Linked DNA regions of Sus scrofa: all the other regions are linked to region 2. Evidence: chromatin contacts called from public Hi-C and promoter capture Hi-C data. All regions are on one chromosome and are shown on one strand. The core of a region is the stretch at or near the end of the contact, and the rest is flanking DNA. Distances in the headings are between cores, read along the strand shown.

Evidence for each region. Promoter capture Hi-C pulls out the DNA fragments that hold promoters and counts their contacts. Hi-C and Micro-C count contacts between places; a contact is called where the count stands out from the background.
Region 1: a contact with region 2 is called in a promoter capture Hi-C map of fetal liver, with 2.5 times the contacts expected there. The contact joins the promoter of PPIP5K1 here to the promoter of TUBGCP4 in region 2. A contact is called at or near these places in 2 of 5 promoter capture datasets (fetal liver and liver), 2 of 47 Hi-C or Micro-C datasets (embryonic fibroblasts and psoas muscle) and 2 of 2 datasets of contacts at active chromatin or transcription factors (alveolar macrophages and skeletal muscle).
Region 3: a Hi-C map of epiblast stem cells shows a contact between it and region 2, with 1.9 times the contacts expected there. The contact joins the promoter of TMEM62 here to the promoter of TUBGCP4 in region 2. A contact is called at or near these places in 1 of 47 Hi-C or Micro-C datasets (epiblast stem cells) and 1 of 2 datasets of contacts at active chromatin or transcription factors (alveolar macrophages).
Region 4: a promoter capture Hi-C map of fetal skeletal muscle shows a contact between it and region 2, with 2.8 times the contacts expected there. The contact joins the promoter of STRC here to the promoter of TUBGCP4 in region 2. A contact is called at or near these places in 2 of 5 promoter capture datasets (fetal skeletal muscle and liver), 1 of 47 Hi-C or Micro-C datasets (liver) and 1 of 2 datasets of contacts at active chromatin or transcription factors (alveolar macrophages).

The regions. Positions count from the first base shown.
Region 1 is chr1:127,864,075-127,866,774 of Sscrofa11.1, forward strand. PPIP5K1 (inositol hexakisphosphate and diphosphoinositol-pentakisphosphate kinase 1) reads left to right here and starts at 1,413. Exons shown (of 30, transcript XM_021096881.1): 1 at 1,413-1,533.
Region 2 is chr1:128,082,704-128,085,403 of Sscrofa11.1, forward strand. TUBGCP4 (gamma-tubulin complex component 4) reads right to left here and starts at 1,336. Exons shown (of 18, transcript XM_021096979.1): 1 at 974-1,336. The coding sequence starts at 1,051. It overlaps ZSCAN29 (zinc finger and SCAN domain-containing protein 29), which reads left to right and starts at 1,362. Exons shown (of 7, transcript XM_005659684.3): 1 at 1,362-1,891; 2 at 2,387-2,700. The coding sequence starts at 2,506.
Region 3 is chr1:128,304,717-128,307,416 of Sscrofa11.1, forward strand. TMEM62 (transmembrane protein 62) reads right to left here and starts at 1,412. Exons shown (of 13, transcript XM_021097060.1): 1 at 904-1,412; 2 at 522-633. The coding sequence starts at 1,083. MIR9838 (microRNA 9838) reads left to right here and starts at 605; the gene lies at 605-676.
Region 4 is chr1:127,829,468-127,832,167 of Sscrofa11.1, forward strand. STRC (stereocilin) reads left to right here and starts at 1,292. Exons shown (of 31, transcript XM_013993078.2): 1 at 1,292-1,318; 2 at 1,619-1,728. It also overlaps a transcript of CATSPER2 not described here.

The DNA of each region.
Region 1 (2,700 bases), core at 163-2,662, 220 kb before region 2:
AAGTCAATTAACAGTCAAAGTTGGTGGAAAGGAAAGTTCGCTTTATTTTGTATGTAGGCTGACAACTACGAAATAAAGGGAAAAGGGGAGGGAATTAAGCCCAAATGCTCCTGCCCACTGACAATGAAGAGATTTTTACAGGTAAAGGGAGGGGGGCTACAGGCAGAAACAGCAGTTAGCTCTGACAGTCGTCTTGAGATTGGTCATGTGCTGGTCTGATCAATGTCCTCTTGATTGTTTTAAGTACAGTTAGTCTTCAGTTTCAGGGTGGGTTTATTGCCATTTCCTTGAGGCCAGTTCTCAGAATTATGGTAGCATGTCATGGCTACAGCCTGGTCATCATGTAGTTAACTTTTTTCCACATGGTGGGAGTTGGGCTCAGTACCTACAAAACAGCTCACAGGATATGGCTCAGAATATCATCTACAGCCCTTGAGAAGGAACTAAATGTCTTAATGACTATTATTATTTGGTCTTGTTTGACTGTTTTTCCTTTGCTTCTGCATTTTCTTGTGTCTCTGATTAAACTTACTCCTTGACTAAAGTTTTTCTACAGTCAAAAGGCAGGTGGAGGATTCAGGGGGTGGGCAGGGAAGGATCATAAGGTCCTGCTTTTTCAGAATCTCTTTCTCTTAGGGTTAGTCCAAGTCATTCGGGACGACTTGGGGTCAGTATAATGAGGCATTTGACTGAAAAAGTGCTAAGTTGCAGAGAAGAACTGGGGAACTTGGAATTGTTTTGAACCAGGAAAACCTTAGTGAGGATGCAAGATTAGTAATAACACAAACATACAAAATACTTTCATATAATCACTACCCTGTGATTAGGGTTTCTAATCCCACACTCTTACAGGTGAGAAAACAGAGGCTGAGGGAATTTCAGTGACTTGTCCAAAGCTCCACAGCTATTAAAGGCAAGGCCCAGGATTCAAACAAGTCTAGAGGGTGAGAGCAAGCAGAGTAGGGAGATAGAAATCCACTGACTCAGCCTTCCAAGTCCATGCATTTTCTTGTCCCATCCATAAATAAGTCTCTCTGTTCTAGCCCTTAACTTTCTGATTTGTTTCTGTCGCTGTTTTTGTCTCCAGCCTTGGAGACAAGCCTTCTCTAGTCCGTTAACATTTGCAACCAACACTCATTGGATCTCTACGCCTATCACATATCGTTTTATTTTACAATACAAACAAGACCTGGTTTTGTCCTCAAGAAGGTGCAGTGGCGTAAACTGGGCCTCTTCCCCTGCATCGTGCCCCCGCACCCCACCTTCCTCTCATTGGAAAGTTTCTGTCTAGACAGAGAGCATCTGGACTGTCGGCCACGCAGTTAGAAATCAGAGAACATTACGTTGCACCTCCTCCCCAGAGCCACTAGAGGCCACCCTCCTCCGCGCAGTAGCGCCGGCCAACGCAGCCTGACTCTGCCGCCGGTGCGCGCCCTCCGCTGATTGGTGGCAGCGAAGAGAAGTCGCGCTTTGATTGGGCCGCTGTCAGGTGTCGCTGCCGGCAGGTTCGGCTGCGCGAGCTCAGGGAGGCGGGTGAGTGAGGGCCGGGGGCGGTGGGGGAGTGGCTGGGGGCTGGGGGCGGTATCTGAGGGGGTGGGCTGAGTAGAGTGGGCTCCGCTAGTGCTGAGGGCCCTGCTTAGCAGCAGCTGGGGGCAACGCTGGGAAGAGACCTAGGGGAGAGGCCTCAATGTCAGCGAAGGGAGAGTGAGGCGGGGAAGGCGGGGGCGGGCAAAGGCTAAAGGAGTCGGGATGGGGAGGTGGTAATTCTGACCCGGAGCTGTGTGAGGAGAGGACCGAGGAGAGGGGCAGCGAGAGCAGAGGTGGGCGTGAGACTGTCTGCACGAGGAAGAGGGGGTCCGGCTGAGCACGAGAGTCTGCAGGGGAGAGGGTCAGGGTGGAGAGGTCTGTGTGAGGAGGGGTGGGAGTGGAGTCACATCTTGCGGAGGAAGGGGTTGCTGGAGAGAAGGTGAGCCTGGAGAGAGGTAGGTGGGGAGAGAGTGGCGCTCAGACAGTCTTTGTGGGGAATCAGTGATGTTCCATATAAATATGTTACCAAGTGTGGTGACTCATCTGAGGGTTTGGAGGACTGCTTAAGGCTAGAGACTCAGTGAGTGAGAGGATTAGTTGGATGGTTAATTGGATCGGTTGGTCAGTGATGGAGGAGGGGGCAGCAGTCCCTGTTAGCAGTGGTTAGGAGGAGTCAGTGAAGAGTCATTTTAGCAAGCTGGAGAAAGAAGGCAGTATGAGTGAGTTGATCCTGAAAACAAGGGCATCAGCATAGTTCATCAGTATCAGAATAAGGGTATGTATGAAAGATTAAAAGTTACATCAAGGGAGTTCCTGTTGTGGCTCAGCAGGTTATGAACCCAGCTAGTATCCATGAAGATGCAGGTTTGATTCTGGCCTTGCTCAGTGGGTTAAGGATCTGGCGTTGCCATGAGCTGTGGTGTAGGTGACAAACGCAGCTCGGATCTGGCATGGCTGTGACTGTGGTGTAGGCTGGCAGCTGCAGCTTGGATTCGAACCCTAGCTCATGGGAATTTCCATGTGTTGTGGGTGCAGCCCTAAAAAAGGCAAAAAAAAAAAAAAATTACATTGAGAAGGAACTAAGGGGTCCACTATTGAAGGAAATACTGCTGGTGGCCAGAGAGGTTTTACTGTGTTGGAAGTATTCCTGGACTCTGTACTGAAGCTTCTCTT
Region 2 (2,700 bases), core at 86-2,585:
CCATAGGAAGTTACCTTACAGTCCAGCAGGTTAAGGATCCGACCTTACGGCAACTGTAAAGCAGGTGGCAACTGTGGCATGGGCTTCATCTCTAGCCCAGGAACTTCCACACGCAGCAGATGAGGTGTGTGCAGCAAAACAAACAAAAAACCCAAAAACTACAAGCCACCATAAAGTTCTCTGAGCTTCAAGTTGCTCATTTGTAAACTGGGGCTAACAATACCTAACTTGCTATGTTGTTGAGATGATTAGATAATACTACTGGAAGCATAAGTAGAAAAGAAGAGTGGTTCAGATACTGGAGCCAGACAGATCTGGGTTCAAGACCAAGTTTGCTAATTATTAACTGCCTAATACCTGACACCAGAGTTAATCTGTGAAACGGAGATAGGTGGTTGTGAAGTTAAATGAGATAATACATGTAGTACATGGCCCCTCCTTCTCATACATTCCTGGTTACATGAAGGCCTCCCTCCAAATTCTTCTGGAGAAGAAATTTCCTGGTCAAGGAGTAGAGGGAAACACCCTCATTCACTTTTTCATTCAAAATAATTGACTGAAGTCGTATTCTGTGTTAGATACTACGTATTTGGACAAATTTTCAAAACAGCTTAAAACAGAGTGCAAGTGTGAAGATGGGAGAAAGCATCTCCCTCATTTTTACATCCAGTTCCCCAGCAACTCTCATTCAGATAGTTCATCCTTAGGCTCAGCCCTGGATTCCCTCCTCTTCCCCAAGGCAGGGCCTTTCAGGAGTCTGCCCTCCTTTTCCCAGCGTAGCCCAAACCTCTCAAGGTGTTTACACCGTGGTAGGCCCCTCCGGCACAGCCCTCCAGCTACCTGCTCAAGGACACGCCCCCCCGCCCCCGCCTCAGCTCTGCAAGCCACGCCCCCTAAGGCTCCTCCCCCACGCAGTGGCTCAGGTCCACCCATTCCCTGCTCGCTAGTTCCCGCGCTCTGAGCCGGATTGTACCTGGAGGCCACCCCGCTTGTTCCACGTGAAAATGGACCCTGGGTATCCGCTCAGCGCCAAGAGCAGTTCGTGGATCATTTCCACGGCGGACCTCCGGTCCCTATATCCGTTGCACCTTTCTCCAGAGCCTCACCAGGCGACCAAGGAAACGCGTATTCCTTTCTCTACTCGCGCACAGGCCTCCTGGACGGGCGGTTCCTCCAGACTTTATCCGCTGAGAGAACTGCTGCGGAGAGCGTACGGGAAGCAGGGAAGGGATAGGCGAGCCGCGTCCCGGAAGTGCACTGTGCTCGGTTGGGCCCACTCGCTCGCTCCCGCCGGGGCTCCGCGAGAGGTGTCTAAGCAGCTGCCCTTGCGCATGCGTCTGTGGCGCCCTAGTCGCCTGCTCTCACTTCCGGTTTGGGAACTGGACTGGGAGGCTTGAGAGTCCCGGCTGGAGCCAGACCTCGAGTGGGTGAGGCTGGCCCACGGGCAGAGATGCGAGCGGATTGAGGGGTATCCCGAGTGGGAGAAGCTCCTAGGGGTGGGCCAGAGGGTGCTCTCAGGGCGCCTTAGCCCCGGTCCGAAGCCTCTGGAGGGACTCCTTACCGCTCCGAGAGTGACCTGGCCAGAAAGCGAAGACAAAGAGGCCGGAACCCCGCACCCGCCGCTCCTTGAGCTGTGCTCCGCACTCGCGAATACCGCAGCCCTCGGAGCGCTTGGCCAGCACTCGAGCTCGTCTTCAGGAGACACATGACTACTGCCCCCTCGGACTCCCTCTTTCCACCAACTCAGTGTGACTCTCCCCAAGTCCACCTGGCCCTCGCTTCAGAAGTCAAAACCAACTTCTCTCAATGCTCGAGATTTCCCGTCAGTAGTTCCCGGATATTTACTGAGCGATTACTTCTGCTGTGAGGGAAAACAAAGACCCAGTGTTGTGTACTTGATTTTTGTTTGGGGTAGAAATTGGTGGTGGTGGAGTCTGAGGGGGCGGGGCGGACGTAGAGGGTTTGGGGAAGGACGGCGGAAGTATTGGGGCAGATCAGAGGCGACCCGCTGGACAGAGGGTTTTCTATTGCCTTCCTCGGGGTGGTGACATGCCTTTAAAACCTCTCAGCTCTAGGTCTCCCTTACGGTTTGAACTCACTATGCAGCACTGGCCAGGGGAGCTCAATGGGTCAGACTTGGGGAGGGGTGGAAGAGGAGCAGTCAGTAGTTTATTCTCTGCTGCTTCCCCGGGGCTGCCCTGGAAGTCGCCCAGAAATGCAGCTTTTGAATGGTCTCTCACCTTCATGCTCAGTTTTGGCTTGCTGCCCTGAAGTTGGTGCTACCTCACATGGCCACGCAGAACTTAGGGGAAGTCAGGCCAGCTCTGGCAAGACTTTAGACATATGAGTGTATTCCTTCTGATAGTGCCATCTCTCTCTACCCTAGGAGGAAATTCTTCTTACAGAGAGAGACTCATCTGCAGGTGATTCTTCAAGGACATGGAAGATAGGTGTAAACCCTGGAACCTAGACCCTTAAATGGAGGAAAGCCGCTTTCTGCTGTGAATGATGGCCAAACCCACCCTGAGAGGGACTGGCACTAACTCTGAGACCTTCCGACAGCGCTTCAGGAGATTTCATTACCAGGAGGTAGCTGGGCCCCGGGAGGCTTTCAGCCAACTGTGGCAACTTTGCTGTCGGTGGCTAAGACCGGAGGTGCGCACCAAGGAGCAGATTGTAGAGTTGTTGGTGCTAGAGCAG
Region 3 (2,700 bases), core at 162-2,661, 220 kb after region 2:
GGGAACCAAGTCACAGAAGTACCAAGGGATTAAAAAAAAAAAAAAAGTGTCCTGAGTTACCTGAAGCCTCAAACAAGTGACAATATAAGATTAACACTGTAAAGAAAATGGGAAAGTTAGGAGGAAAAAAAAGAACAAGAAGAAGAGGAGAAGGAAGAGGAAAACTTTCGGTCTCTGGTTAGAGTTTTCGCTAATTCTCTTTTAAATCCACAACTGCAATAACAAAAACAAACAACAAATAGATTCGGATACACAGCAGAGGGAACACTAACATGAGAATCACGACCCTTGTTTCTACCGCTTGGAAAAAACCTAGCTATGGCAAGTCATTTTGTCTGGATCTTGACTCAGTTATCCGTAGGCAAAGGAAATTATAATGTCCCATACCTTCTACAGGAGGATTCGCCTGAGGCTGTGGCTGAAGTTTTCCTAACGTCCCCAAAGTAAAAAGCTACAAGCCCTGGCTAGCATGCTTCCATTCAGACCGCGGAATAACATGACAGCACAGCAATCCTCCCTACCTGTTGCTAGGACGAGAGCTGGTTGAATGATGTCAATTGTTTCAGAACAGAACTTCTCTAAGTCTATAGCTCTGCCTGGATCGTGAAACCTGCTCAGGTGAATGTCGGATATCTGCCAAAAGCAGGTATTAAAGAGATACCGGAGTCAGGAAGAGGCAGCAAGGGCAGAGGCGACCCAGCGGCTCTCTTGCGGGGCGGAGGGGGAGGCAAGGACGCTGTGCATCCACTAACCCCCAGGGAAGGACCGTGCCTTCCAGCCCCGGTTTTGGGCCCAGTCCGGCGAGCCGCGCCCCCGAAGAAATGGCTGGCGTCTCACCGGCTTCTCACCGCCGGGTGCCAACCCTGCACCACCCACCCTCCACCTGGGCTCCAGCTACGTCACCTGCAGACCCCAGAAGATGTTGCTGGCTCCGGCGCCCGGCGCAGGGTGCGGGCTCCGGGGGGTGCGCGGCTGCGGCAGTGATGAGGGAGGACCGGCCAGGCCGTAGTGCTCCAGGAGCATCGCCGCCACAACCGCGGCCGCCAGCCCGGCGACCACCCTGATGGCCAGCGTTGCTGCCATTTCCCCCGCCGGGGCCCGGCCCTCGCTTCCCGGACCTGGGCGGAGCGACGCCCTCAGGAGCTACTCTGGTCACACTTCCGGCCTCTATGATCGCAGGGCTTGGGGCGGTGCCTCCAGCACCTGCACCTCGCTGTGCACCTGCCGGCCGCCTACGTCTCTGAGCTCGGTTTGCTAAAGTAATGCCGGGGAAGAAAAGGAAACTGAGACTCTAAAGGCCCTGGCGGTTGCCTAGGGCTGGCAAGGAAGAAGCCCGGTCTGGAAGGCGGAGGCCAGCGTCCTGGCTCCGCCTTAGTCAATCACTCCTGACCTGTGAGTGGGTTTCCTTACCTGTAAACCGGTGTTAATAATACCTCCCCAGCGTACTTCACAGGGTTGTTGTGAGAATCAAAGTGTGTATGAGGACGCCTTTTAAACTGCTGTACAAATGTGACAGATGGCTTTATCTGGCCCCTTCTGACTATTAACAGCGTCACTCCGTAGGTTTTTCTGTACATGTAATCTGTTTCGTGAATTTTTTTTTAACTAAACCTGACTCCACACACATTTGGTTACATAATATTATAGTACAGCGTTATACCATTCATTTAATAAATTTTAAAATACTTTCTAAGGGCTAGGTACAAGAAAAGTTATGTTTGGGCCTTGCCCTTACTTTATCTAAGCATTACCTTATTGTTAAACTTTTGGTTTATGTTCTGAATAAACATTTTTGTCTTTTGTGTGTGTGTGTGTGTGTGTGTGTGTGTGTGTGTCTTTTTAGGGTGGCACCCAGGGCATATGGAGGTTCCCAGGCCAGGGGTCAAATCAGAGCTATAGCTGCGGGCCTACGCCAGAGCCATAGCAACCTGGGATCCGAGCCGCGTCTGTGACATACACCACAGCTGACAGCAATGCCGGATCCTTAACCCAATGAGTGAGGCCAGGGATCGAACCCGCAACCTCATGGTTCCTGGTCGAATTCGTTAACCACTGAGCCATGATGGGAACTCCTGAATAAACATTTTTGAATAAACATGTCTTGGAAAAATATTCTGAATAAACATATTTCTACTCTGAATAAACAATTTTATACAAATAGGGCCCTTTTTTGAGTTATTTTATTAGGATATGTCGCCAGTATTGAAGTTATACCAATTTCAATTCATTAGATATTTTTTGAGTACCGTTAGAATGCAAGATATTGATCTAAGCAGAAAACATAAAGAAACAATGGTAAGTAGCTAAAAAGCTATAGTCCACTGTCTTACAAGCTTATGTTAACAGAGAGAAATACACAAATGGGTTTGAGATGAATATGCCCTTTGCTGCAAGAGACACTGAGATATAAAAGACTAGAGGAAGGTTAAACCTGGAGAGATCACATCTTTGGAGAAAATCTGGAAAAGTTTATTTAGGGAAGTGGCATAAAAAGTATGGATAGTATCTCTGAGTGAAAGAGATAGGGAGTGTGGTGGGGAGAAGCACTTTCCACTAGGACCTAATAACAAGAACCAAAGCATTAAGGTGAGAAAATGTAGGTCATGTTGGAGAGACAGTGAGGGTCCTCCTTATCCAGGGGTTTGGTGTCTGTGCATTTAATCAACCATGAGGATGCGGAATCTGTGGGTACAGAGGACC
Region 4 (2,700 bases), core at 42-2,541, 250 kb before region 2:
ATATGAAACACTGAATTGTACACTTTTTTTTTTCTTTTTAGGACCACACTTGCAGCACATGGACGTTCCCTGGCTAGGGGCTGCTTTGGAGCTGTAGCTGTCAGCCTATACCACAGCCATAGCAATGCTGGATCCAAGCCATGTCTGCTACCTATGCTGCAGCTTGCCACAATGGTGAATCCTTAACCCTCTGAGCCACAACAGAAATTCCTGAATTGTACATTTTAAAATGGTAAATTTTATGTTATGTGAGTTAGATCTCAATTTTTAGAATGAGGTAAGATTATCTAAAACCAAGAACCACCTTTATTATTAAAGGAAAAGCATTTTATTCATGCTCCGTAAAATGTGGAACAAAACAAAAATGTTTTATAAATGTGTCAATATATAATATTGTATTTAAAGTCCTAAAATCAGAAATATGGCATAAACACTTGGAAAGAATAACTAAAAATACAATTTTAGACAAAATTGTCTACCTAGAAACTCCAAAGCAATCAACTAGAATTAGAGAAAACAAAGGATTTCCACTAAGTACAAATAGAAGGAAAGAAGACTGGAGAGAGATACCTGGGAAACAGGAACATTTAAGGGACAGGAGGAAGAAGAGGAGCCATAAAGAAGCCTGAGAGTGAAGAGCTGAAGAGACAGAATAATCGTTCTAGAGTAATGTCCCTAGAGCCAAGACAGAATTTCAAGAAAGGAATGATCCAGTGAGATCTGGATTGGTCTATGACCATACCACCCTGAACATCCACGATCTTGCTGATCTCAGAAGCTAAGCAGGGTTGGGTCTGGCTAGTTCTTGAATGAGCGATCTGGATCCGGATCAGAATACAATAAACATACCAAAAGAGAGTAAGAAAGTATTATTTAATACATCTTACAGGTGCTATCAACACAGTAGATGCTCATTGAATAGTATATTTGAGTAGCTGTGCTCCAAGTGTGGTCTGAGGACCAGCAGAATTGGCTTCACCTGATGACTCATTAGAAGCGCGGACTCTCGGGTCCCAGCCTCAGGGCCTATTGAATCAGGTGTTACATATGAATATGAAAGTTTCAAAAGCACTGTTTTACAGCTATGTGGAGACTGATGCCCTCCTGGCTTTCTACAGCTCACCTTCTCAAATGGATGGTCGATGCACACTGCCTCATTTTTTAACTCCTTCCTTAATGAAAATGATCTAGGTTCATTTCTACTAGATTCAACAAATTTGAATCTTTCCTCTGTTCCTATGTTCCAGACAATGTTACAGGCATTTGAATACATCAGTGGAATGAACAAGAAATCCCTTCTGGTCCTAACAAGGCCAAAGTAAGATCACCAAATAATAAATGATAATTTACAATAAGGCAGTGAATTTGCCTCTTTCTGTTTTTCCCCAAAATTATCTTTCCAGCAGCCCAGAGCAATGCAATAATATCTGTTCAAAAACATTTTTTTTCTAAGTAGAAACATTTTAAGGTCTAAGGATCAAGCCCCAATGACAATGCATCCATTAATCTTCCAGCTTCCTTTTCACCCTTGCTTTGACTTAGTATCCCTGCTTTAACCTCACCACTATTTTTTTTAACCACAGCATACAGTGGTTTGACATGGGATCTTGGTTTCCAGACCAGGTATTGAAACTGCGCTGCAGAAGAAACTGATGAAGCCTAACCACTAGACCACCAGGGAACTCCCTCACCACTCTTCTTAAGGAAGAGATTCAAGTTCTGTGCCAGGTAACTATGAGGGTTCCCAAGGAGCCTTTTGGAAGTGAAATTAGGATTTAGATATTGTTGTGATAGAACTAAATGTATAAATGTTTTCACATATGGTTTATATTAAGCTTTAATTTTAGAACATAGTTTAACCTTTTGTTCTCCAGTTGTTATTCACATCTTCAAATATCAATGGATGGATACATAACTTTGTTTTATGTATTGTGTTTTATGGTAGGTGTTTCTGTTTAAATACACCTTGTTTAATATATGTTGTTGATTCATTAGCATTGTCAACAGAACCATAACTCATGCCTGTATAAAGTTTATTTATTTACTTATTTACTTAGTCTTTTTAGGGCTGCACCCTTGGCATATGGAAGTTCCCGGGCTAGGAGTCGAATTGGAGCTGTTGCTGCTGGCCTATGCCACAGCCACAACAATGCCAGATTCTTAACCCACTGAGTGAGGCCAGGGATTTAACCTGCGTCCTCATGGATGCTAGTCAGATTCGTTAACCACTGAGCCATGATGGGAACTCTAAGAATAAAGTTTATTTAACGCATGTTTTCTCTCTAAAGTACATCATAGCTTTCCTGAATTTAGAATTGCTTGAAAGCACTTCAGCACTAAGTTTTGGGGCCATTTTAAACAGTGAAACCACCAAGAAAAAGCACAGAAATGCTAAAACTGTGGTACTAAGTAGATCATGAAAAGGACGCTTACTTACAACATGAACAGAAGGTGGAGTATTGCCTTGTTTGATCTCACTGGGAATGTGCACATTGGGCAATTCAAAATTTTCACCACTCTGCGCATATCTGTGAATGATTGTGAAACTGCCACAGGTATTGATTTTTTGGGTCACAAATAAAATTTAGCAAGCAGAGGAATTCACTAGACAGAACTCACAAAAGAGAATCGAATCTAAATGCTGTGTGTTACTCTGCAGCTTGAGGCTTCTTGGGCTTATGACGCTGCCATCTCAACGTG